7 separate regions of the Mus musculus genome follow, and all the other regions are linked to region 6. The links are chromatin contacts, called in public HiCAR-type, HiChIP or PLAC-seq, Micro-C, capture Hi-C and promoter capture Hi-C maps. All regions are on one chromosome and are shown on one strand. Each heading gives the region's core, a stretch centred on a gene start, on an enhancer-like site or on the middle of the called end of the contact. The rest is flanking DNA. Distances are from core to core; before and after follow the strand shown. Region 1 holds the start of 1700125G22Rik (RIKEN cDNA 1700125G22 gene). Region 2 holds the start of Tnfsf10 (tumor necrosis factor (ligand) superfamily, member 10). Region 3 overlaps 1700112D23Rik (RIKEN cDNA 1700112D23 gene). Region 4 holds the start of Eif5a2 (eukaryotic translation initiation factor 5A2). Region 5 overlaps Tnik (TRAF2 and NCK interacting kinase). Region 6 holds the start of Pld1 (phospholipase D1). Region 7 holds the start of Rpl22l1 (ribosomal protein L22 like 1).

Region 1 (2,700 bases), core at 102-2,601, 780 kb after region 6:
CTTTCCCCCAAGCAAATACTTTCTTACACTTAATACAGATTTGCCGAGTAAATAACAACCTGCAGGTGAAGATAGTATCTCTTGTTCATTTCTCACCAAAGGGCTGCCCTCGCTGTAAGAGGCTAAGCTAGCCTTCCTGCACTGCAATCCTACACTCTCACCCAACAGACTGGGAAGCTAGCTCTCCTCGGGCAGGGCACAAAGGAGGCGGCTGCCTTCTACTTTAGTGAGGAGAATGCTTGGAATGCCAGACACACCCCAGTTTAAATTGCAAGCACACTTCTCTGGGCAAGGTCCAGGCCGATTTTTCCTTTCTTCCACTCCAAAGGCTAGTGCGGAATTCTAGTGATTGGCAGGCCATAGATACTGGTAGGCAAAAAACCCTAAAAACCAACCAACCAGACAGACAAAACTATAGATTGTTTTACTCATTCTATGAACTCACCGTAGACTTGTCGAACTGCTTAGGCTGTCAAGAAGTTCTTTTGGTTTTAAAGTAGATTTTGGGCTTAAAGTGAGTTGGCTCAGTGGTTTAAAGCGTTTGTTTCTCACACATAGGCCGTGAGTTTGATTTCCAGCACCCACCTGGTGGTTCATCATTCTCTGTAATTCCAGTCTCTGGGGATCTGGCCTCCTCCTATGTCCAAGGACAGCAGGCACTCACAAATGCACATACGTTCAGGAAAAAATAATATGTATAGGCAAAAAGACACATAAAATTTATCAATCTAAATTTCAAAAGTGCTTTAAAAACCTCTTAATGAGATTTGGGGCCTAGCAACCGATCCAAACACTTGGTAAGGTTTTGAAAGTGAAAAATAATTGTTTTGAGTCCTGGTCTCCTATAGCCTAGGCTGGTCTTGTCCTCCTTAGTACAGGCTTTGAGACCACACCCAGCTAGAAGTGTATGCCTAGGCGACTGTATTATAGAACATTCCATCTAGAAACAAATTTCAAAATAGCAATACTGATCCCAGGGGTAAAACAATCCCTTCTTTTCTAGACTTCCAAGCACAGTCACTAACATTCCTAAGCTGGGAGTTGGGGTGGGGAGGGAGCAACCCACCCAGAAGCAGTTTTGCTTCAGGAGATTCTAAAATCTCCTTATACACTTTTTTATATTAATTACTCAGATGCAAGCTTGTCTTCAAAAATAAAATCTGGTTAGTAGTAAGAGCGGATCGGTTTGCGGTGCTTGGTACTTTTTCTTGAAGTTGGAGGTGATGGCAGAGAGACCGTTCATCAGGAACTGGGCTGTTTACGGAGTAAACAAGCGGTAACCACAGAAACACCTGCTGCATCCAGAGGCGCTGCAGAGCCACGCCTCCTCAAGCCCACATCCGGGCACTCCGCCGACGTTCGCACGCTCCAGCCGTTTACCGGATTTGAAACACACTCACAACCAATCAGCCGGCGCCTCCCGAAGGCAGACGTTGGGATTGACCAATCGGCAGTCCGCCCGAGGTTCCAGCCTATCAAAAGGAGGTTGACAGAGCGCGCCAATCAGCATGGCTCTTAGAGAGAGCGACTGGATTTTTTTGAATCGGAGGCGGCAGCCTCTCTCGAGCCATGGCGGCGCCTGTGAGGGGGAGACTTAGTGTTTGAGAAGGATAAGCGAGGACTGCGCCGTCGTGGTTCCTTTTTAAAATCTCTGAGCGTGGTGAGGACTGCGGGGTGAGTGGGGGACGGGAAGGGATTCGGGAACCCGGAACTGAGCACGGGCCGTGGCGACCAAGGCCGGCGCCCCCGCCGCGGTGAGCTCCCACGGCTGCGTACCTGTCTGTCCCGCTCCCCTCCATCCTCCTTCCCCACATCCGCCTCCTGTCCTGCCCTCTGCTCTCGTCCCGGCCCTTCCTTGCGGGAGGCTGGGCTCTCTATCTATTCTGCTTCTGTCCGGCGCCTCAGGGTGAAGGGCGCAGTTGGGACCGGGATTTTGGCCTCCCGCCCGCCCGCCGCAGCCCCGAGCTGCCTTGATTGTTTTGTGGTTTCCCTCTGGAATTCCTGTAGAATTCCGATTTTCAATTTTTAAAAATATAAAACACAGGCCGCCCCGCCCCTTCCTGGCCACAGATGTGTGTGGTTAGCGGTTAACTTAGCTCCCTCAGTTAGACCCGGCTAGGAGTCGCTGTGTGAGCAACTTCCTTAGCCACAAACTGGATATGACAGTGACATTTGTCTTTTAGGATGGCTGCAAGCGTTAAAAAGTGGCAAGGGAAAGATTTAAGATAGTGACTAAAATATTGAGCTCTAAGTAAATGAGAATCGCTAATTGCACTGTTATCAATAACGTATACACTATTGTAGTTTGGGTTCCTTACTCTGGTGTGACGTGTTTATGGAAAAAAAAAAGGTTTATTTAAAAGAAAAGCTGAAATGACTATTTGTTTAAAAGAATCCATGTGTTTGTGAGACAAGATCTCAGGTACCCCAGCATAGACTTGAATTGTGGAGCCTAGGGTGACAAGGAACTCTGTCTGCCTCTACCCCCTCTTCTGGGTGCTCGGATTACAGGTGTACTTTCACCTTACCTGGTTTCTGAGGTGCCCGCGGATGACTTCATGCACACTGACTGCAGCTGAGTCACATCCCGAGTCAAAGATAGATTGTTTTTATGATCACGATTCCGTTGTGTTTATTTTTAAAAGGTCTGTAGAATATGTGAAAAGGAAGAAAGTGACCTGGTGCACTTAAGTTTGCGGT
Region 2 (2,700 bases), core at 28-2,527, 620 kb after region 6:
GTTCCAAAGTCCTTCCACAATCCTCCCCAAAACATGGTCAGGTTGTCACAGGAATACCCCACTATGCTGGTACCAATTTGTCTTAGTCAGGGTTTGTATTCCTGCACAAACATCATGACCAAGAAGCAAGTTGGGGAGGAAAGGGTTTATTCGGCTTACATTTCCATACTGCTGTTGATCACCAAAGAATGCAGGACTGGAACTCAAGCAGGTCAGAAAGCAGGAGCTGATGCAGAGGCCATGGAGGGATGTTCTTTACTGGCTTGCTCAGCCTGCTCTCTTATAGAACCCAAGACAACCAGCCCAGAGATGGTCCCACCCACAAGGGGCCTTGCCCCCTTGATCACTAATTGAGAAAATGCCTTACAGTTGGATCTCATGGAGGCATTTCCTCAACTGAAGCTCCTTTCTCTGTGATAACTCCAGCTGTGTCAAGTTGACACAAAACTAGCCAATACAGTGAGAGTTCAGAAAAACTACATGGAGAGTTAGGGAGAAAAACAGCTGACATCTATCTCTAGGCTCCACAGCACCATGTGCTGTCCTCCCTCTTCCTCTCTCCCTCTGTCTCTCTCTCTCTTCCTCTCTCTCCTTCTCTGTCCCTCTCTACCTCCTTCTTCCTCTTTTCCTCCCTCTCTCCCTCTTCTTCTCTTCTTCCTCTCTCCCTGTCTTCCTCTCTCTTCCCCTCTCTCTCTATCTCTCTATCTCTCTTACACACACACACACACACACACACACACACACACGGAACTCTAGAGTACTTCACACAAAGCATTTGTGCCAAGTGACACCACTAACTGCACCCTGCACAGACACTTTTGAAATGATAGCAAACTTTCTTGGAGGTGCCGGTATATCCATTTGTAGTTTTCATAGCCTGTTCTGTTACTACAACTGCTTGGAAGTCTGCCAACTTGCAGTTTTATAAAGCCCTCTCTTTATTAGCAGTTAAGAGTCTGCACTTGGGAAAGGCATATTTTAATCTACAGCTAAGCTTTCAAAGAAGAGCAAGCTAAGCGGCAAAGCCAAGAGAGGCTGCTGCTGAGAGCACACGGCCACTCACCTGCTTCATCTCGTTGGTGAAGTACATGTAAGTCACAGCCACAGACACAGCCTGCAGGAGCACCTGCAGGAGCACTATGCAAATCACCATCATCCTGAAGTGCTGACTGAAGCTGAGGTCCTTCAGGGCCCCTGAGGAAGGCATACTGCTGTCCAGGTCTGACTTCCCAATGCAGACTTGCAGCCCAGCAGCAGTGCCTGAGAAGGTCACAGTTAGAAGGCGGAGTGCCCATGCAGTTTCTTTTTACTGTTGAGACCAAAAGTGAAACTAAGCAAGTCAGGAAGGTGACGAGGACGTAGTGCACAGAAACCCTCCAGCTAGGAGAGCTCGCCCTGATGGTGCTGGAAAGCCTAGATCCAGCGCTCTGAGATCTAACCCATCTATGAACTGCTGGAGCACCTGAAGGAGCTGCAGGATCTCCTGGACAAAGGACAAAGGACAAAGGACAAAGGACAAAGGGACCGGGAGGGGTCTCAGTGAGGATCCAAAATTTAAGGCGTCACAGGAGCCAGAGACTGCTGAAGGCAACAATGACTCATTGCTATAGACATTTGCAAGTGAAGATGTGTGGACAGAGGGATAAACTGTGGGACACACTAGGACACCACAGCTTCCATGGTGGGATGTTTTCTATGCTCTGTTTTGGTTTATTTAGTTTGTTTTGTGTGTTTTTATCTGGGGGGAGTTTCAAGGGCAGACGGTGATTATGAGGGGACAGGGAGATGAATGGGACCGGGGTGCATGATGTGAAACACACACACACAAAGTTTGTTTGTTTGTTTGTTTGTTTGTTTTTTAAAACTGTTTTAAAAAACAGAAATCCCAGCTGTTCAATTTTACCAATGAAAACTCAGGAGCCAGATGCTGAGATGATAACTTCCTAGCTCTGAGAGGCAGAGAAAGCACCCAGCTGACCTTCCTACTCCATCCCAGAAGGAAAGAATCCTTTCTTCTCCACGCTGTCTTAAACACTCGAAGACCCCCTTTCTGTTCACTATGTTCACTCCCTGTCAGATGGTTACTGGCTCTGCCTCTTGACCTAGGGTTGACTTTGTTAAAAGGGCTTTGCTAGGGCTGAGCCACACCACCACGAGTTTACAGCAGACAGACAGAAAGCTCTAGGGTCAAAGGCTGGGACGTATCACAGTTAGAAACAGTTCACAATCTCAGGTTCACAGTGTGATCAGATGGCCTGCAGCAACCACCTCCAGCTTCTGGCCCAATGTTTGTGACTCTGAGGCCTCTGCAGGTTCTAGCAACAGTGTTGCTATTTCTAATGGTGCCAGTTCCCAAGGGCCATAGGACATCTTTCTGGCTGGTATCTCATGGTGGGGAACAAAACGGAATCCATTTCAACTCAAATTCTCTCAGGTCTGCAGCTGCTTCCCACCTCCCAGAAGGATTCCTTTGGAGCCTGCTTAACTACAAAGCCAAGGCTCCCTCACAGCACGGGAGGCTGTCACCTGCTAAAAGGTCTTTAGAAGTAGTACTCTACTGTGGTGCTGTAACTAAGTTACCATCTTCCTGAGACAGTCTCTCACTGAAGCTGAAGCTCACACAGGGATCTTCCTGTCTCCACCTCCGGGCACTGATTGGGATCGCAGCCACAGACCACCAGGCCCACCTGTGAGTGCTGG
Region 3 (2,700 bases), core at 12-2,511, 800 kb before region 6:
GGGATATCTGGATCATACAGTAGTCTTACCTCATATTTTTTGGCAGATATTGGCAGTCACAGTGCTTGCATTAGTGCACTGGCTCAGAAGGAGTGTGTAAGATAGTCTTCTCTCTGCATCCTTACATGGGTGGTTGTTTCTGACTTGGGGAAGATGGAATCTCACTGCAGTTTTGGTTAAACATTTTTTTACATATGTATTTGTTGGACATTTGTAATATTTTCTTTTTAAAAATAAATTTACTGGGGCTCAGTGTTGAAGACCACTTGCTGCTCTTGCTGAGTTTTGTTCCCAGCATGCACATGGTGGCTCATAACTATAACTTTGGTTCCAGGGGATCCAATGACTTCTTCAGACCTCTGCGTGCATCACACGTGCACATGTACACATACATACATGCAGGGAAAAGTGTATACATATAAAATAAATAATGTTTAAAAGCTTAGCATACAAAGTTTTACAGGTCTTCTTAGGGACATTCCATATATCCTTCCTTCTCTAAGCTTGCTATTCCCATTCCTCATGCCCCTCTACCAGCCTTCCCCGCTGCCTCCGGAACCCCCTTAGCTTGCTACTCCCGTTCCCTGCTCCCCCACTCCCTCCAGCACCCCCTTTAGAGTTTATATGCCATGTAGTCACCTTCCTCCTGGTGCTGTTCCCTTAGGATCTCCTCTCCCATCTCACAGGCTCCTTTCCAGTTTCCTGGCCTTTCCCCTCAGTGCCCCCACCTAGACACACCTAGTAAATGGCTAAAGCTGTGATCTACAGAGGAAAGAGAAGAGAGGGTCTCTATCTCTCTGAGCCCTGATTACCTTGTTGTACTTATCTATTCTCCTACAGATTATATATTTTTTATGCACAAATAAGATTCTATTGACCCAATACTCAAATAAGCCAATTTTCTTCATAGTCTATAGATGAAGTTCTGTACCATTTGCTATGACCTGACCACTCACCTCTCTTGCCAGTTCACACTCAACACTCCAAATTCAGTTAGCTGCTTTGGCACAGTAGACAATAAGGGTGCAATGAGTTCATATGTGGGGGACCCTAATCAAGAGGGGCAGTGTACTTGTTAGAAAGCACACATGCTAGAAGTCTCTTCCTCCCCCCATGTGCACACACAGTTCTCCTGCCTGCCCAACTGTGAGAAACAGTTCAATACTGGTCTAGGTGTTTTGTCACAGCAGGACAGGCTGGCTGATACTCCATTTAGGGACGAAATAACTTGCACATCACACAGTCACACTTGAGCTAATGCATTCTTTGAGGGTGACTATTTGGGCCTAAGCAAGATTAATGCTGTCTTTATTTTCATTTCACACAGGAGTGAGTGACTGAAACTTGAAACTGTGTGACTTGCCCAGAATGACTCAGCTGAGAACTCTGTGATGAGGGTGCATGCAGCCCTGCAATGCTGCTGGCCCTGTGGTGAGGGCACAGCCCAGCAATGCTGCTGGCCCTGTGGTGAGGGCACAGCCCAGCAATGCTGCTGGCTTCAGTGCTTAATCCAGGAGTTACTTACCTCTAGGAATCCTGTTCAGAGCACAGGCCCGTCTTACTCTTTGTCTGCTGAAGGCTGTCTATACAACATGAATAACCGTAACTTTTCTACATTGTCTCACAAATGTCTACAGATTTTAATCCATCTCTTATTTCCTCTTTCTTCCTAATAGCAAGCTTTGCCCACTGCTGTTGTTGTTTTAGATGAGTCTTGTTTTGTAGTCCACTCTGGACTTGAACCAGCAATCCCGTTTCCTTAGCATCTTGAGTACTGGGGTCTCAGGTATGTGCCATATACTTAGCTGTTGCTATCAAACTTTCTCATGCTCTGTTATTTGCCTTCCTCTAATTCACCCTGAAGTTCTTTCTCTATTCCTCTTTTCTCTCAGCCTAGAAACATTCACATATGATTAGGGTTGGTTTTTAATGCCAGCTTGTCACAGATTTCAGTGGCCTTCATAGATACTCATCTGAAAAAGTTCCCTGGTCATCTTGATTGATGTGGGGAGATCTGCCCTCTGGTAGAAGCATCTTCTAGTAGCAGTTCAGACAAAAATGGCAGAAAGAAATCGGCCTCCTCACCCGTTGCTTGCTTGGTCTTCCCTCTTGCCTCCAAGTTAACTTGCTCTGTTGCTGTTGCTGCTTCCTTTGCTGAGATGAGAATGAGCCTTTCAAGCTTTCTTTGTAGCACAGGGACCACACACCCCCATTGGTTCTGTTCCTCTGCAGGATCCTGACTAATCCATATTCTCTTTCATCATAATAAGACCTTGCATTGGTCTTCAGCTTGCAGATGCATTTCTTATCCCAGCATGCACCTCTAGGAGAAGGTAATCTGTCTCTCATTTCTTTTCTATTATTAGAAGCAGGATACATAATGAAGAAAACTGGGAGAACATGTTCAAATGGAGAACAGTCCACACCACACAAGTTCTTTACTTTTTTACTTCATAAAATTAAAAGCCAAGATTGTTGAACTGATTTTAAAATTTTCATCTCTCTGTCTCTCTGTCTCCCTCTGTCTGTCTGTCTGTCTGTGTGTGTGTGTGTGTGTGTGTGTGTGTGTGTGTGTACACATATGGAGGTCTATGAACAACTTATGGGAGTCAGCTCTCTCCTTCCACTATGTGGGCCTAGGGATGGAACTCAGGTCATCAGGCTTGGTGTCAAGTGTATTACACCTGAAGATATCTCACC
Region 4 (2,700 bases), core at 178-2,677, 840 kb before region 6:
AACATGTTTAATCTCTGTCAGCTATGTCACTCCCTACACAGCAGCACAATCCCAGCTCTGACTGTAATGGAGCCTTTCACCTCTTCCAAGGTCATCTTACTTTCTTTAAAAAAAGTTGCAGTGACACAGAACGAGATTCAGTAAGTACCCAAAACCCGAACAGTTTCATGGCATCAAAACTCAACACACCACACACGTCAGCAAGTCAATTAACAAGAGTCCACAGAAAGTGAAAACCAAGTCTCTTAGAATTAGAAGAACAGGCTTGTTTCTACTAAACACGGATTTAAAAAAGTTTTAGTTTCCAGTTAATGAAACATTCTAAGGGTCCGATTAAATGGAGAGCTTTACTGAGAGTAATGTCTGACCATTCAAGAGACTGAGGGGAAGGAAAAAAAGTTATTTTTCAATATAGAAACCTCACGATGTAGAATGGAACACGAATGATCTTAACGGTGAAGCCAAAAAATGACTTGGAAGGGCCTACCTTGGCATGACCATGCTTCCCAGTCTTGGAAGTTGACATCTCCACGATTTTGCATGGTCGCCCTTTGAGCACGACGAAGCCGTTTTTGCGCAGGGCTGAGCACTGCATAGGATAAGTGCTGGAAGCCCCTGCATCTCCAGTAGTGAAATCAATTTCGTCTGCCATGGTGGACTGGGGAGATGTGCGGTTTTTCTGAGGGAACTATGCGAAAAGTTTGTTTGCGTTTTAATAACCGGCATGCAGGCGGGGTTATGTCTCATTTTGAAGACAGGTAGCCGAGCATCACTAGCCCGTTATGTTTGCATTTATAGAACACCCACTCTGAGTGGAGTATACTTTGCCATTCAGGCCTCTGAAAACTTTTCCAGCCCTTGGTGGGAGGTGGGGAAAGGAGCCGCAGAAGAGCTCGCCGGAGAGTGAAGGCGACACCAGCGCCCAGCCGGCAGGTCCAGTCCCCACCACCCCACCGCAAGAAGTGCCCACGACCTTCCTGCGCCGGGATGCGGGGCCCGGCGCCTCCCTCCGTCCCATCCCCGCTGCCAAGGTATCAGCCAGGCCGCAGGTTCGGGGAAGACTGGGACAGGAGCACCCGGCCGGTTGCACCTGGCCCTCAGTGCGCCTAGGACCCGCAGCGGCGCCGCCCTGGCATCCCGGTTCGGCCCAGCGGTAAAGGGCCCTAGCTCCGGCGGTCCCGCGCTTGCCGCCCTCCAGTTCCCAAGCATCTCGGCTCCTCCCCTCGCCCGGACCCCAGCATCACCGGCTGCATCCCCCGCCGCCCCGCCGACCCGGCCCCAGGTCTTCACCTTCCGGCCCCGCACCGCACGCCTTTGCTGCGTCCGCCGGTCCCTGCGGCTGCGGCGGCGCTGGCGGCCGCGGCTGGTCCAGGAGACGGGGCGGGGCCGCCACGCTTCCCACACCCGGCTCCCCGCCCCGGCCCGCCCAGCCCGGGCCCGCCCCGCCGCGACCACACTTCCGGGATAGGCCCCGGCGCGCCACAGGCCCCGCCTCCAGGTCGCCCATTGGCTCGAAGCTTCCCGAGGTCCCGCCCCGTCACGTGAAGCTCGCCCTGGCAACCCCACGTGCTGCGGATTAGTGCACTTCCGGCGTGCAGAGCTGCCTGCAGTCGACTGTTTGAAGCTTCGCAGTGTTCCCGGGCGAGATGCATCCTCATCTTCAGTTCGGCGCCCAGTTGACCTTGGGGACGACTATTAGGACCAGGTAGCTTGCTCTGGGCCCTAGCACGCAGGTGCGTGGATGCTGTCACTTAATGGTCTTCAAACTCTCAAGTCCTGCTGATTTTGCAAGAGTCCCGAGTGTTGGTGGAGTGGAACTTTGATTCAAGCTTCTGGTACAGCTTGCAGCCCTCCTTGGGGCTGGAATCCGTGCTTGGAGCTCGAAGAGTGCTAGGTGTGGTATGCTATTTCATGATTCTGCATTGTAGATCCTCAGAGGACTCCAGACACTATGACGAGGTGCTGGTGAAGTCAGCAGTGTTCTCAGGGGCGGGAAATCCCATGTACCCGAGACTCTACGGTGACCTTTGATCTTCCTGGCATCGGTGTGCCCTAGAGTTTGAGGTTTTGTTTTTGTTTTTGTTGTTAAATGATTAAAGACAAAGATTCTCGAGAAGTGTGCTTTCCTTTCACAGTTTTATCATAGCTTCATCTCTCACCTTGGAAAGAATCAAGGTAATTAACTGACCACCCCACAACCCAGTTCATGTTGTTCAGTGATTTGGTATTGCTGTCCTATAAACAAATCTAGTCTCATAGTCACTTACACGTATATGCAGAACACATTTCATTTGTGTTGTCTAGAAGCAATAAGCACATGGCTTCCATAAAGTAAACTCTGCCTCTTGTTACAGAAAGAGCCGAATTAGGACCCCTGGCTTCTGAGTTCCCTCTGCTTTTCCCTATTGTTGTTGTTACTATTGCTCCTGCTAATACTTAAGTAAGAATTACATAGTGTACTGTTTCATCTCTATTATTAAATCTTGACTACTAAAGTTTTTGTTTAAACTAAGGTTAATGTTAGAATATATATGAAATAAGATTTAAGAGGCTTGAAAAAGGAAATCAGATGTACGATCACCTCCATTGTCAGGATATAGTAGAATATTATCACGTTCCAAAATTTTCTGTGCCTTTTGGTCATCAGCCCTCTTTTTCACCCCTACCTTACACCCAGCCAGACCTTCCCAACTATTAACA
Region 5 (2,700 bases), core at 97-2,596, 620 kb before region 6:
GCGTAAGGCCGTGAAGTGAAGCCTCATCTGTAAGGCAGAACTCAGTATATTAGATTTTGCTGGGATTATGGGATAGCCACTAAGGAGAGTTAAAGGTATGGAGTGGAGCCATTCGAAGGGAGGCTATGTGTGCTGTGGGCAGAGTAGGAGAGGCACGGCTGGTGGAGACCAGATGACACCACCAGGAGCCTTGGATGCTTGACACTGAACCTCAGGATTTTGTGTTTCCCCTGCTAAGCTCAGGCCTTAAAGTCTCCTTATCTATCCCTCTCTATTGGAACGAGAATGTTTATTTTGTGCTACTTCATATTGGAAATATGTGAGCTGGGTTTTAATTTTACAGGTCTTCGAGTTAAGAGATACCTTGAGAATCGCAAAGGCTTTGGGCCTTTAAGCAACAGGTTATGGAGCTGTTAAGATTCGGGAGACTGGTGTAGAGGAGGTAAAGGCACTTTGCATCATGAGACGATCATGTGCGTTTGGGGCCCAGAGGTGGAGCTTTATAGTCGAGGGTCAAGGTGACAAGAAGTGGCCATATGGTGGCTAGTCTTCATTGTTAGTTTGACTGGGTTTAGAACTACCTAAGAGACACACCTGGGAGGATGCCATTAATGAGCAGGCTTTAGGTTCTACTTAGGAGGGGAGATCTATCCCCCATGTGTGTAGCACCATGCAGGGCTTGGAGTCTCTGGATTAAAAAAAAAAAAAAAAGAGGATGAAAACAGCTGAATATCAGCACTCATCTCTCTCTGTGTTCTTGATTGTGCACACAGTATGACCCCTGCCTTAGTTCCTCTTCCACAATGGGCTGTATCCCTTCTTTAATTGTGACCTAAAGGAAACCATCCTCTCTGAACTTGATCTTGCCAGGTATCTGTTATAGAAATGATAAAGTAGTCAATGTAGCCCATGAGATGACACATGCCTGCGGATGGCCAGCCTGTTCTTCTGTGGAAAGGCTTAAAATACCTCCCCGGAGCAGTGACAGGAGAGGAGGGGATGGGAAGTGAGGCCCACGGTAGACAGTAACCCCCACCCCCAGAAGCTTGGCACATTACAAGCAGAAATCTGGCAGGCAGCAAGCTTTGCAGAGTCACTGTTGCTTCCAGGGGAAGGAACGGAGCTGGCTCCTCTCTCTGGGAGTCGGATCCAGGGAGGAAAGGAGAGAAAGATCTCAGAAGAGTGAGGAGGGGCCCTCCTGCGCTCTGTCACCACATGCTATGTGGCACCCAATGAAAGGCTGTTGCTGGGGAGAGAACATGCATTTCTCTTACCCACAGTGACCCTCTGAGAGGAAGGAGAGCAGGGAAGGCTTTGCCTCCTGGTTACCAATAGCAACTCACAATCCCCTTGCAGGTCTGGCAACTGAGAGACTGTCATTGCTTGTGGCTTTTCTGTTTCCTTCCCCTCTGTGTGCCTTTCCTCTGTTGAGCCAGGGTTGCCATGTCATTACCAGCTGATTGGTAGTAATTAAGCCTGCTCTATGTGGTGGGTGGTGTCTGTGGGTGGGAAACAGGAGGATGCCAGTCAAGGGCCTGAGCCTTAAGTCATAGGAAAAGGGACAAACAATTTGTTCCTGTTTAGTTGAATTATTCAGGGCTTGTGCCTATAAAATCACAGGAGGTCACAGACTGGTAGGGATTGGCTCCAATGCTAGAGGAGATGTAAGAATGTATTAGGAGGCCGTGCCACTTCTGCAGCAGGGGAGACGGGGGGGGCATCGTATAACAAAGCATAAAGACCCCCAATGTAAGTACACAGAGAAGTGACAGGCAACATTTGGCATAACCTGAGGACTCCATTTCCAAGCCTCACCTGGTTGCTCACCATCCACACTCCTGTCTTACCCCGTTCTCAGGGAGTAGCAAGTAGTAGCTCTCTTTAGAACAAGTCACCTTTTTGTCAGGATAAGCTTATTAAGAACAAAGGTTGTACTCCTGTCCCCAAATAGAAAGCCAGCATGTCCTGTCACAAAAAGAAAGGGACTGAAAAAAAAAAAAACTCACAAAGAACCACAATTGCTCATGCCAGAAACATCACAGGGACCATTAGCAGGTCTGTGTGGGCGTGCAGGGAGCCACTGTCTTGAGGAATAGAATGGGCTGACTCTAAATCATCACCTTTTCCAAAGAAATGTGCCGTGCAGCCAGGCTAGCATAGCCTGCAGTCGTAAATCACATCATTTTCGTGCCATTACTTGGGCTCCATTTTGGCTAATAGCTCCCTGCCTCGAGGATAGGGTTAACAAGCTGCTGTATAGACAGCAGGTAGCCAAGCCTCAAGTCCAAGATCAATGGTGGCATACAGAATGTCACCTACCAAGCTGTGGCATGCATTTTTAAAAAGTATCTAGCCAGAAAGACCTAGGGATCAGGGGTAACTCAAAAGAAGATCTCAGAGAGAGGCCGGGTGGGTGGTGTGGTCGCTACAGTGCTTGTCATTCAAGCACGAGAACTGAGTTCAGAACCCTAGCACTCGTGTAGAAAGCCAGGTGTGCTAGCGTGTGCCTGTAATCCTATGAAAGATGGCTGGGGCTCTGGTATAACAAAACACTTTGTCTATCGAAGTAAGGGAGGAAAGCAACTGTGAAAGATAACAGAGGCCAACCCAAGGCATCTACATACAAGCACATGTGTGTGCACCTGCAGACACATGTCCACACATACACACAAAAGTGAAAGATCACAGGAAAGCTTCGCC
Region 6 (2,700 bases), core at 19-2,518:
GTGGGCCACAAAGCACGTACTATGGAAAGAGATTCTTGCATAAGTAGGCATAACAGACTAGTTCAAACTAGGCTCTCTGCACCCGTCAGGCTTCCTTGACAGCACCTCTGACAGGTCAGGACTTCTGAATATCTCTCTGAATTTCCTGGGTAGCTAGTCTCCAGAGGCCCTGGGAAGGTCATAAGGAGTTGGCTAAGCTGAAATTGGTGGGCCTGGCTGTCTAAGAGCGCTCTTCGTCCTGTGGAAAGATCTAGAAATGGTCGAATGCAGAAGCTCCTGTGGTCCTTAAGATTATGTTTTGAGCTTCATGAAAGAAGGCCGCTGGCAGTGATCTGAGATTGGGAGGCGGGGGTGAGGAAGGCAAACGTAGGCGTGGCAGGTAGCCCTAGGGTATGGGGGAAAGGGCTGGCCAAATTCTAAGTCTTGACCTGTACTTAAGAGATGGAAGCAGGAGGGCCAGGAATGTCATCCTTGGCTACATAGCCTTTGAGTGCAGCCTGAGCTACAGAAGACTGTTTCAAACAAACCGTCCCATGGCTTAGAGACCTCCTAAGGTCCCTCCCTGACCCGGAACAGTCAGTCCCAAACATCTTGGGTCGGAGCTAAAATAGCAACTGCCTAACACAGGCCTTTCTTTTAATTGCTACCCCTGTCCCTCCTCCACTTCAGCACAGCACATCTTTGGCCCCGAGGCAGCAGCTGTGTGGCTCGGCGCCCGGCACTGTGCTTCAGCTGGACTCTAAGCCACTGGAATGCAGCACTTCCTGGTTGGTCCGGGATGTTGGTGCTGTCGCCATCCCGGTCAGCCCACAGTGCTAAGGAGCTCAGGGAGCGCGGGACGATCTAGCGGGAGCGAACAAATCTACTGAGCCCGGGACCCGAGGAGGTGGGGTGGGGTGCATCCTACAGAGGACGCCCCGGATCTGCAGGGACTTGAGAGTGGAGTGGGGCTAGGACATCAGCAGCTGACCCGGCTCTGCTCTCAGGGTAGCGGTCCTCGCCTGCGGTCAGTGTGCGCGCGGCTCTTGCCAGCGCAGACACTACAGGAATTAAGACTATGGGAGGGACTCCAGGGTTCCCAAGGGAACTTCAGGGACAGGGCTGGTGAGAGGGGCAAGAGAGGCGGGATGAAGCACGAGGACCGCGAACGTCCTGCGGGCTCAGAAGTCCCGCAAGCCTGGCCCCGGCAGCTCCTACCTGCGGGCCTGGGGCGCGGGCACACACTCTGCGGCGGCGGCGACTTCGGGGGTCCCCGCGCAGCTGGCGCAGCTGGGGCCGCGGAAGAAGGGCGGGCGCTGGGACTCGCCGCCCGGAACTCGGCCGGTCTGCAGGGTGGGGCGGGGCGGCGCCGGCCAGCCTCGGTGACAGCCTCTGCCGCCGGCCTTCCTCCATGCCTCGGTTCTAACACTTTCTTCTGTCCAAGTGTCCTAACTCAGCCACAGTTATCCGCGGGGCGCAGGGGCGCACGCAGGCGTTGTTCTTACCAAGTTCACTTCCCTGGTCTCTGAGCCCAATCCTTGTCCAAGACTGGCCCGCAAGTTACAAGCCAACAGCGAGCCAACTGGTGAAATATTCCTGCCCTGAAGTGACTTGCTTAATTAGGGGCTTTGTAGAGGTCAACTGTGGCCTTCCTGCAAATCCCACGGGTAGGTCTTGGTAGGTGTTATTGCCTGTTTATAAGGAAACTGAGGCTGGCAAGTAAAGAACCAGCCTGACCCTAAGCTTGCTGGAGCCAGCAATCTCTTCAGTCCCCAAAACTGCCCGTGCTTGTCCCCCCAGACCCCCCTTCTCTCTCTCTCTCTCTCTCTCTCTCTCTCTCTCTCTCTCTCTCTCTCTCTGTGTGTGTGTGTGTGTGTGTGTGTGTGTGTGTGTGTTGTGGCGAGTGTTCGGTTGGTTAGTTTGAAGTTAGGTCTCTGCTGTATACCTGGTTGGCCATGAAGAACAGGTAGAACTCAAACTACATGATCCTCCTGTCTCAGTCACACATCGCCCTCACACTTCTCACTCCCACTTGCCATCAGTACTGGGTCTAATTCAGAAATGTTAGAGAGAAAAGTAAAAATAAAATGGGAGGAGAACGAGAAAGTCCCATTACCCCGATGGAACTGTCCGCACAGTAACTTTGCCGTTTTAATACACTTAAGAGAGTCGTCATCAAGGGAAATCCAGTGGCTGGGTGGTGTGAATAGCAATCCTTTGGGAATATAATTTTGAACACAAGTCAGTTCCAAAACTGGTTGCACAACACTGCTTCCAGCCAAAACCCAAAGATGCAACAGTTAGTTTCCTGTACATCAAATTGCTGATGCTGTTGGTCTTTTGAAATTGTTTATTGAGTATTATACAGTGAGACAGACCCAGTTACATAATGTCTTACCATGCCCATGGCACTGCATGAAATGAAAAATATAATATTTCTGTCCAGACAGAGGAGGAGTGAAATTATAGCGCGGGGCTCAGTTTTCAAGTAACCTGGAGCTGCCCAGCCCTCCCTGACTGCATTCTTCTCTTTTGAGCACATCTTTCCTAATGATTGCAGAGTCGGGCAGCCGTCACTCTTTCCTTGTTGACAGAAATAATTGATGCCTTTTGAATCCTATGATTCTGACAGATTTTTGCAATTATATGCACAGCCTTCTGAGCAAACAGGGTCTTGCCTAAGAGGGGTTTGGCAAGACTATATAACAAGGAAGTAACTGA
Region 7 (2,700 bases), core at 103-2,602, 870 kb before region 6:
CCTTTTGGAGAACTGTTTCTCAGAAACAACTGTGATTTTATTCTTCAGGCGTTCAATGTGAACAACATTGCCAAGATTTCCAGTTTTTCCATTGACTTTAACCTTCTCCCGTAGAAACTGTTCCTATTTTCAAACAGAAAGAATGCAAAACTAGGGAAGGAAACCCTAGATGGTCACTAGGGAAGGTACCCTAGGAGCACAGCTTAGGTTAATATCAAGTACTACATTTAAATGCCAACAACTATGCAATCACAGTAAGACACTTACAAAATTTCCAGAGTCAAAAATTCCATCTTCTACTGGATGAGTAAGGTCCAAATGAAACCTCCAGGTGGACTTCTTAGGCTTCTTGTCTTTCTGCTAGACATAATTATGATGCCATTAAAGCAGTTTATTCAGCTTAGACACTGAATTCCCAAGAAAAAAATTACCAACTCAGCATACATCTGGTATAATGGGTTATACACAGACTTGACCAACACCTGAAGGAGCCTGTGCTCTATGTAAAGGTTACTCATTAGCTTGGTTTAAACCAATGTTTCAATTCCCATGAAACGTCATCATTTCCAGTTAAGTACCTTCCAAGTGTAAGCTTATTTTAGTAGAGAAATCTTGCTTGATTATGAAGAACTGCTTCCTACTGTAACTGATGTTATTTCCAATTTCAAATTAAAACACCCACCTGGGTGCTTTTCAAGTTTTATCTGAACTTAAAACACCATTTTTAGGGTAATGGGTCTCTTTATGCTTTATTGTAATTGGTCCAAACAGAGTCACCTAAATGGCTACCAATTAATAATACCTTCACCACCCTCCAATTATCGCAAACCCGGAACTGGCATTTGAGTGAATGACGGGGTGGACTCGCTCACTGCCGTGCAGTGAACAGGCAGTCCCGATGGGGCCATCAGACGTCACTCAGTTTTGAATCCTTACTCAGCAACCTTATTTTTAACAATTTTGGTTATAGTGACTTTCCAAATGTTTAAACCACGCTCTTCAAACTGCTAACGTCATTGCAACCGCGGACCTGGCCACTTAGGCTCTCTTCCGTTGACAGGGTGACCACAGGCCATGGAGAAACCCAGAGGCCCAGAGACCGACCGCGCCCGCCGATACTAAGCTAGTCGCGGGCCCGGCTCCCGCCGCGCAGGCCGCACGGCACTCACGGACGGCTCCGCAACCCGGATTCTATCGTCCCAGTCGAGCCGCCAGGCCGACTCTCTTCCCACCGCCTTCTCTCCTGCGGCGCTCCCGCTCGCTAGACGCAATAGCTACCTGTAATACCCGAGCCCCGCACACGCGCGCGCACTCACCGGCGCCATGTTGAGCTGCAGCCGTGGGAAGAGAACGGGCTTGCGCCGCACGCACGCTTTTATATAAAAACGTGCTGCGTCATACGCAGAGCGTGCGAAATACGCAACTCGGAACCGGATATGCACGGAGTGCTTGGCAGTCACCTAGGAAACGGAGGCGTGGCGTTGGGGGGCGGGGATGCCCTGGCGTTTGGTTTCCGCCTGCGTCTTCGAGTGGGAAGCCGGAGCCGACTGATTCTCTGCTCTGGCTGTGGACTTTGCAAACTTACAAACCAGAGTGGAGTAAGTTCAAGGGATGCAGGAGTTATCTGTTATAATTCAGGGCAAGGCAGACTCTCAATGTTGCTTTATGATCGTCTCTATTATGTTGCGATTATAGTCCTCCAGAGAAAAAGTTCTATGCTTTGCCTAGCTTTTAAGGTAGAGGATGTCCTTCTGAGAAGAACAAGTTGAGTACACTTTGGGTTTATTGGATAGGCATAATTTATTGTACTTTCTACTTACTGACTCACAATCTGCTGAAACCTAACTATCAATGTTTACAAAGTACACTAGGATGGACGTACCTTGATGACAGAAAGTAAAAAAGCATTTGAATTTTGAGCGGTTGTAATTGACGCCAGGTCAGAAAAGTGGTGAGGCTGTTGGTGTTCAGTAGTATACGTTTCTGTTAGTGTGAAACTCTAGTATTTAGGGACAGGAGATGGGATGGACTTTAGTTGTTGATTTGGAAAAGGCCCTAGAATGTAAGAGTTGTGTTCTATCCAAGCGATCGGTAATAGGCGTTAATACAGTGTAGGGTATGGTGCTAGTGGTGCTGAGGTTTTAGAAGAAATCAATTTCATTAAATTTTAAAATCTTTTTGCCTTAAGAATCACAAAAACTTTTCGTTCCAAATGTTCAGGCAGGGGCCAGGGTTGACATTTCTTCCTAAAGGGCTTCCTGTTCTGCAGATCAAAATGATCATTAGATATTTTGAAAATAGGCCATTAATTGACATTTAAAATTTTTGTTTTGCTTATCTTTGGCAACTTTCTGTGTCATAACAATAACCACTTAAGCCAATTATTTAAAGGAGATGAGAGACTCCCAGGACTCAAAGGGAGGAACCTTAGATGAAACACCCTACAGTAGGGAGAGGAACTTTTAGAGCCCACCTCCAGCAGGAATACAGGACAACAAGTGAGGGATGGGGTTGCCATCCCACAGTCACACCTCTGACCCATAATTGTTCCTGTCTGAAAGAATTACCTGGATGGAAATGGAGAGGAGCCTGAGGAAAAGAAGGTCCAGCTACAGACCCAAAGTGGGATCCAGCTCAAGGGGAGGCCCCAGGGCTATTACTGAGGGAGGCTATGTATAGAGTGTTCACAAAAAGGATCCT

What was found. Promoter capture Hi-C pulls out the DNA fragments that hold promoters and counts their contacts. A called contact is a pair of places that touch in the nucleus more often than the background predicts. HiCAR-type assays count read pairs that join an accessible place to other places. HiChIP or PLAC-seq counts read pairs in DNA pulled down with a chosen protein or histone mark. Capture Hi-C pulls out chosen DNA fragments and counts their contacts.
Region 1: a contact with region 6 is called in a Micro-C map of embryonic stem cells, with 9 times the contacts expected there. The contact joins the promoter of 1700125G22Rik here to the promoter of Pld1 in region 6. A contact is called at or near these places in 2 of 39 promoter capture datasets (embryonic stem cells and neutrophils), 1 of 484 Hi-C or Micro-C datasets (embryonic stem cells), 1 of 115 datasets of contacts at active chromatin or transcription factors (pancreatic cancer cells) and 1 of 9 other capture datasets (adipose tissue).
Region 2: a contact with region 6 is called in a capture Hi-C map of macrophages, with 4 times the contacts expected there. The contact joins the promoter of Tnfsf10 here to the promoter of Pld1 in region 6. A contact is called at or near these places in 7 of 39 promoter capture datasets (the 3T3-L1 cell line, hippocampal neurons, liver and 2 more) and 1 of 9 other capture datasets (macrophages).
Region 3: a contact with region 6 is called in a FOXA1 HiChIP or PLAC-seq map of pancreatic cancer cells. The contact joins the enhancer-like site here to the promoter of Pld1 in region 6. A contact is called at or near these places in 6 of 39 promoter capture datasets (the HPC-7 cell line, cranial neural crest, embryonic stem cells and 3 more), 1 of 15 datasets of contacts at CTCF or cohesin (the NIH/3T3 cell line) and 6 of 115 datasets of contacts at active chromatin or transcription factors (embryonic forebrain, embryonic stem cells, pancreatic cancer cells and 1 more).
Region 4: a contact with region 6 is called in a promoter capture Hi-C map of liver, with 2.1 times the contacts expected there. The contact joins the promoter of Eif5a2 here to the promoter of Pld1 in region 6. A contact is called at or near these places in 6 of 39 promoter capture datasets (embryonic stem cells, frontonasal cranial neural crest, liver and 3 more), 1 of 115 datasets of contacts at active chromatin or transcription factors (embryonic stem cells) and 1 of 9 other capture datasets (embryonic stem cells).
Region 5: a HiCAR-type map of astrocytes shows a contact between it and region 6, with 2.0 times the contacts expected there. The contact joins the enhancer-like site here to the promoter of Pld1 in region 6. A contact is called at or near these places in 4 of 39 promoter capture datasets (HPC-7-derived erythroid cells, liver and stem cell-derived epiblast-like cells) and 1 of 115 datasets of contacts at active chromatin or transcription factors (astrocytes).
Region 7: a promoter capture Hi-C map of embryonic stem cells shows a contact between it and region 6, with 4 times the contacts expected there. The contact joins the promoter of Rpl22l1 here to the promoter of Pld1 in region 6. A contact is called at or near these places in 6 of 39 promoter capture datasets (3T3-L1-derived adipocytes, cranial neural crest, embryonic stem cells and 3 more) and 2 of 115 datasets of contacts at active chromatin or transcription factors (embryonic stem cells and pancreatic cancer cells).

The regions. Positions count from the first base shown.
Region 1 is chr3:27,152,677-27,155,376 of GRCm38.p6, reverse strand. 1700125G22Rik (RIKEN cDNA 1700125G22 gene) reads right to left here and starts at 1,351. Exons shown (of 3, transcript NR_040548.1): 1 at 1,067-1,351; 2 at 446-637. Ect2 (ect2 oncogene) reads left to right here and starts at 1,499. Exons shown (of 24, transcript NM_001177626.1): 1 at 1,499-1,674.
Region 2 is chr3:27,315,654-27,318,353 of GRCm38.p6, reverse strand. It overlaps Tnfsf10 (tumor necrosis factor (ligand) superfamily, member 10), which reads right to left and starts at 1,277. Exons shown (of 5, transcript NM_009425.2): 1 at 1,064-1,277. The coding sequence starts at 1,207.
Region 3 is chr3:28,733,587-28,736,286 of GRCm38.p6, reverse strand. All of the region lies in intron 2 of 1700112D23Rik (RIKEN cDNA 1700112D23 gene), which reads left to right. Among named protein-coding and RNA genes, the nearest start is that of Slc2a2, 37 kb to the right of the region's middle. Within about 2 kb of position 1,261, at least 43 of the 459 cell types and tissues checked have an H3K27ac peak or open chromatin away from gene starts, as enhancers often do. A contact at or near this core is called in pancreatic cancer cells, where this site is marked.
Region 4 is chr3:28,780,004-28,782,703 of GRCm38.p6, reverse strand. It overlaps Eif5a2 (eukaryotic translation initiation factor 5A2), which reads right to left and starts at 1,427. Exons shown (of 5, transcript NM_177586.6): 1 at 1,291-1,427; 2 at 488-688. The coding sequence starts at 652. 1700112D23Rik (RIKEN cDNA 1700112D23 gene) reads left to right here and starts at 1,582. Exons shown (of 3, transcript NR_166152.1): 1 at 1,582-1,733.
Region 5 is chr3:28,557,152-28,559,851 of GRCm38.p6, reverse strand. The region is part of intron 9 of Tnik (TRAF2 and NCK interacting kinase); the gene reads right to left. Among named protein-coding and RNA genes, the nearest start is that of Gm52603, 130 kb to the left of the region's middle. Within about 2 kb of position 1,346, at least 82 of the 459 cell types and tissues checked have an H3K27ac peak or open chromatin away from gene starts, as enhancers often do. A contact at or near this core is called in astrocytes, where this site is marked.
Region 6 is chr3:27,937,248-27,939,947 of GRCm38.p6, reverse strand. It overlaps Pld1 (phospholipase D1), which reads right to left and starts at 1,268. Exons shown (of 27, transcript NM_001164056.1): 1 at 1,198-1,268.
Region 7 is chr3:28,804,160-28,806,859 of GRCm38.p6, reverse strand. Rpl22l1 (ribosomal protein L22 like 1) reads right to left here and starts at 1,352. Exons shown (of 4, transcript NM_001347226.2): 1 at 1,317-1,352; 2 at 268-357; 3 at 2-123. The coding sequence starts at 1,325. It overlaps Gm32950 (predicted gene, 32950), which reads left to right and starts at 1,509. Exons shown (of 3, transcript NR_166194.1): 1 at 1,509-1,598.